Regions from separate parts of the Pan troglodytes genome. Here region 2 is linked to region 1. Evidence: chromatin contacts called from public HiChIP or PLAC-seq data. All regions are on one chromosome and are shown on one strand. Each heading gives the region's core, a stretch centred on a gene start, on an enhancer-like site or on the middle of the called end of the contact. The rest is flanking DNA. Distances are from core to core; before and after follow the strand shown.

Region 1 (2,700 bases), core at 186-2,685:
GATCCACCCGCTTTGGCCTCCCAAAGTGCTGGGATTACAGGCATGTGCCTGGCCCACAAGCGCTCTTGATCTCCCTTTTGTTTCCATAACTGGGGAGGGTAGCGAGATTTTTTTTTTTCCAGGAGGAAACTGAAATCCAAACATGGTTAAGATTTGGGTGTTGGGATAGACTTTGCAGACACCCCCATCAACTCTGTGCTCCAGGGTCTTGATGTCTGGGAACGAAGAAATGGAGGGAACAGGAAAGGGGTAAGCATGAGGGTGGGTGGCATGCTTTTTGGGTTGGGAGGCATATTATTTGGACTTGGCAAGGTTTCTAGGGCAAGATGAATTTGGTCCTAGCACATGGATGGGTACACAGATATGAGTCCATTTCACCACTTTTCTATTTATTCCCTTCTACAGAACTTTCTTGAACCCTACTGTATACCAGGAATTCAGAGAAGAAACCATAATCCCTGCCTGCAGAGCTCATAAGCCCATGGAGACACTCACAGTCTGGTGAAGTCTATATTGTTGAAGATGCATCTGTTTGTTTGTTGATGGGTGTCAGTGTGTGTGTGCACTCATGAATGTGTGTGTTTGTGTGACTGTATACATGTGAGGGCTTATGCAGACACGACTGTATACATGCATGTGTGAATGTGTAGGTATGCGCGTTTGAATGTCCGGATCACATATGTGCCCGTGTGCATGCCTGGAGAGGTGCATGTGTGGGACAGTCAGGTCGGCAGGAGTGCATGAGGACGGTGTGGGCACACGTAAGTGCCCCATCACACATACAAGTGAGCTTGAGAGTGTGTATTCCTGTGCACTGTGTGCACACCTGTGACCCCTTCAAACCCCTCATTTGAGAATCAAATGATGTCGGAATGGACTCCACCTTGAATGTCGATGGCCGAGGTCAGGGCGCCTGCGCCCCTCCCCTCCCCCTAGGCCTCTGCCCAGGGATCTCCTGCACTGGGAAGGGGAGGGGTGGGGATAGGGGTGGAGGTGGGGTGATGGACTGAGATGAAGGGCAGGGAGGGCAAGCGGGCATTCTTACTGATAGGGGGCAGTTAGGGAGCAAGGCTCCAGGGAGAAGATGAAGCCAGAGGCGGAGGAAGATGGGTAAGAGAGTGAACCCTGTGGCGGGCCACAGCCGGAGAGGAACAGGAACCGCAGTGGGGACGCCCTGGTCCCCGGGCCCACAGCATCCGGGACGGACGCGCAGTAGCGCGGGCCGGGAACTGGGTACCAGGGCGGGATGGGTGAGAGGCTCTAAGGGACAAGGCAGGGAGAAGCGCAGCGGGGTGCGGGGAACCGCACGCCCTCCCTTTGCCTCTGCTTCCCACCCCGAGGCGGCGGGGCGGGCGGGCGCGGTTCCGGGGGTGGGCGGGCTGGGCGGGGCGGAGGCGGGGCCGCAGCACTGGCTTCACCCAGCCTCTCCCGCCCGCAGCCAGAGCGAGCCGAGCCGCGGCCAGCTCCGGCGGGCGAGGGGAGGGGGGCGCTGGAGCGCAGCCCCATCAGTCCGCAGAGCGGACCGAGCTGGAAGCCGAGCGCTGCCGCGGGAGGCGGGCGATGGGGGCAGGTGCCACCGGCCGCGCCATGGACGGGCCGCGCCTGCTGCTGTTGCTGCTTCTGGGGGTGAGTGTTAGCCGGAGGGGGCCCGCTCCCTTTCCTGGGATCAGAACTCCGAGAAGAGCCGAGCGCCGCCACCAAGGAAACAGAACAGAGCATTGGGGTCCCAGTTACTGAGGGTGGGTGGTGGGAAAGGACCTCTGATGCCGGGACCACGAAGGAGGGTCTAGGGTTCCCGGAGCGCAGAGGCGACTCTCCAGGGTGGAGATGCGGGCAAGACCGGAGCACGGATGCCGGTCCTCAGGTACCGCAGGGGGCGGTGGGGGAGCTGGGAGGGGTCTTTCAGGAGGGGGCATGGGGCTCTCCGATGCCCAGGTTCTTCGGAAGAGGACACTCGAATGCCGGGATCCCGAAGGGACTTTCCCCTCAGCATCTCGGTCTCTGGAGAGTCGTGGGACAGAACCAAGGCGAGAGAAGGAGGGGGAACTGGACGGGGACTAGAGATGAGAGGGGCGAGCTGGGCTGGGGCGGGGAGCCCGGGACGACGGGATGGAACAATGGAGGAGGTCGGAGGGACTGGAGGCAGAGGGGACCCGGCAAGGACAATGGGGACCGGCCAGACAATGGGGGGGAGGGGCGTCGGAGGGAGAGGTTGGGGAGCAGGAGAGAGGTTGAGAAGTGGGTTAGGGAGGGCAGAAGAGGGGCGACGGCGAGGGCGGCAGACAGATGGAAGCAGAAGGAAAGGAGACAGAGCGGGGTGCGGACCCTGAAGTGGTCGGGGTCCCGCCTGCCCGCTGAGGGACAGTGAGACGAGAAGAGAGAGCAGAGGCTTGGACATTTCCAGCGCCTGTCCCCGCGCTCCTGCTCGCGGCCTCTCCCAGTCCCGGAATTGGGGCTGCGGATCTAAGGCTGGGAGGGGAGTGCCCACTTCGCCGGGGCGAACCCGCTCCCGGGGTTCCCCCACGGCCGGCGGGCTCCTCCGACGCGCGTGTTCTCACGGCTTGAAGCAGCGCAGCGGATCGCGAGGGACGGAGCGGGTGTGCCCCTACCCGGGCTGGCGGTGGCTACGTCTCGGGGTGCAGAGCGCCGGGGCGCACTAGGCGGGGACCCTTCCTGGCCGCGCGCAGCTCTGGCTACGCA
Region 2 (2,700 bases), core at 37-2,536, 80 kb before region 1:
GGCTCAAGCAATCTTCTCACCTCAACCTCCCAAGTAGCTGGGACCACAGAAGTGTGCCACCATGCCCGGCTAATTTTGTTCATGTTTTGCAGAGATGGGGTCTTGCTACGTTGCCCCAGGTGGTCTCGAACTCCTGGGCTCAAGTGATCCCCCTGCCTCGGCCTCCCAAGTGTTGGGATTACAGGCATGAGCTACCATGCCTGGCTGATTTCTCTTTTTTTCTCAACCATTTAAAGTAAGGTGTCTGGGACACTTGGTTCAATAATGAAAACAATGCATGGGCTTGAAATCCACAGAAAACTTAGCACCACACTAAACCACCCTCTCATTTCCTGGACAAGTAGGCCCCCAAAAAGAGGCTGTGAGGTTAGATTGGTGCAATTATGGTTTGAAAAAATAACTTAAAAAAAATGTGCTACATGTTGATGCCAACAAAAAAAGTAACCGTAACAGCTAACACTTATATCAGGTAGCCTAATAAAAGCAATTTATTTACTTCTCACAATTACCCTATGAAGCATATTACTACAGAGGAAACAGAGGCACACAGAGAGGTTACATGAGAAGCCGAGATTGCAGTTACTAAGTGGTAGAACCAGAATTAGAACCCAGAGGTCTAATGCTAGCAGACACAGCTTACCTCCTCACCATACTGCTTGTCAACATCGTGTATTAAGAACGACATGCTTCTTATGGAAGCAGGAGCTGGATGACATCCTGGGGCCAAGATAACTGAAGAACCCATTTGGGAGAAAGGCTCTAACTAGCTGCACAGGGACAGTGAGCTCTGGAATAACTGGGAGGGTGGGGCTGAGGCGGGGTGGGCATAAGCACAGTTGACCTAACTAGGTGGGCATAAGCACAGCTGACCTAACTAGAAATCACGCCAGCATCTAACTTTCTAACGCTCCGCCCCACCGTCGTTGCCCGCTCCAGTCTCAAATCCTCCCTCCCTACTTCCCAGACCTCAACTCCTGAGACTACCCTGATCTCGTCCAGTGCATTTAAATCTTCCTTCTCTGAGGCTGGGACACCCGGCCCTTTACATTTCTAATAGCTTCTGGATTATTCCTCACCCTGCCTCCATGGACACCTCCCTTACTCTGAGCAACCCCTGGCTCGTCCCGGGCTCAGCCCCTTCTCCCCTCCCTCACAAGTCGGACTCACGCACGCACTCTCCTCGCCCAAAGTGCCCATCATGGAGCAGAGGAGGACTGCAGAGATGCCCAGAAACGGGCCTTTGCCGCCCCCTCCATTCTCACCTGCTTCCACTCTGACCTCCACATGAATTCCCCAACCACACATACTGCGCATGCGCTCCTCTGCCCTGCCCGCTTTCCAAGATCCACGCTTCCTATTGGTGTGGCAGAGCGCTGTGAGTTCTGGGAAGGGTGGCTTAGAACCTCACCCTGGTTCTGCGGCTCTTAGCAGATGAACTACAACTCCCAAAAGGCTATGCTGCGGTGGGCCCGTGGAGAAAAGCTTTTTCTCTTTGGTGATCACCGCGAGGATGTTGCCGCAAAGCCTTTTGGGGGCTGTAGTTTCCTGGGGCTAAATGCACGTGCCTATCCTGTACAGAGGCTAAGACTGCCGGAAGGAGAGCCTTAGGGCTCCGGGAAAGAGGAGGTGGGCGTCCAGCTGGTGGCAAAAATGAGTAGGGGCAACTTTATGGCTGATGAAGAGGACAGGTGGAACTCTGGAGGAAGTCGTGGTGAAATCACCGGCAGGCTGAGACCCTTTGGGGGAACGAAGGGCCGTCTTCCTTCCAAAGCCCTGTCTGCAAACGTCCTCAGAGTTGTGAGACGTTGATTACCAGACCCCGAGAGAACCATCTGTGCTGAAAAACTGAGACCAACCGAGAGGAAGGAATTCATTCAGGGTCATGCACCGAGTGAGAAAAGGGGCTCGGCTTGGAATCCAGGTCCCCTAGACATGATTTTAAAGAAACGTTTTATTTGGAAAAGTTGCAAGAATAGGGCAAAAGAACGCACGTTAAACTTTGGTTCAGATTCACCTATTGTTAACAATTTGCTTCATTTGTTTTATCATTTGTTTCTTACCTCTCCCCTCCTCCTCCCTGCCGCCACTCCGCCGCCCCACCTCCGTGTGCGTGTGTGTTTATTTTCTTGTTTTTGTTTTGTTTTGTTGTTTGTTTTTGAGATGGAGTTTCGCTTTTGTTGCCCAGGCTGGAGTGCAGTGGCGCGATCTCGGCTCACCGCAACCTCCGCCTCCCGGGTTCAAGCGATTCTCCTGCCTCACCCTCCCAGAGTAGCTGGGATTACAGGCATGCACCACCACACCCGGCTAATTTTTGTATTTTTGTAGAGACGGGGTTTCTCCATGTTGGTCAGGCTGGTCTCGAACTCCCGACCTAGGTGATCCACCCGCCTCGGCCTCCCAAAGTGGTGGGATTACAGGCGTGAGCCACCGCGCTCAGCTCTCATTCTAGTTTTTACCTCTATAAGATCAACTCTTTTAGCCCCCACGTAGGAATAAGAACGTGAGGGCTGGGCGTGGTGGTCACGCCTGTAATCCCAGCACTTCGGGAGGCCAAGGCCACAGGATTGCTTTAGCCTAGGGGTTTGAGACTAGCCTGGGCAGCAAAGTGAAACCCTGTCTCTACAAAAATAAAAATAAAAAGTACCTGGATGTGGTGGCATGTACCTGTAGTTCCACCTATTCGGGAGCCAAGGTGGGAGG

What was found. HiChIP or PLAC-seq counts read pairs in DNA pulled down with a chosen protein or histone mark.
Region 2: an H3K4me3 HiChIP or PLAC-seq map of stem cell-derived excitatory neurons shows a contact between it and region 1, with 2.8 times the contacts expected there. The contact joins the promoter of PHB1 here to the promoter of NGFR in region 1. A contact is called at or near these places in 1 of 1 datasets of contacts at active chromatin or transcription factors (stem cell-derived excitatory neurons) and 1 of 1 other capture datasets (stem cell-derived neural stem cells).

The regions. Positions count from the first base shown.
Region 1 is chr19:18,588,929-18,591,628 of NHGRI_mPanTro3-v2.0_pri, reverse strand. NGFR (nerve growth factor receptor) reads left to right here and starts at 1,435. Exons shown (of 6, transcript XM_016931494.4): 1 at 1,435-1,626. The coding sequence starts at 1,561.
Region 2 is chr19:18,669,101-18,671,800 of NHGRI_mPanTro3-v2.0_pri, reverse strand. It overlaps PHB1 (prohibitin 1), which reads right to left and starts at 1,286. Exons shown (of 7, transcript NM_001246403.1): 1 at 1,263-1,286.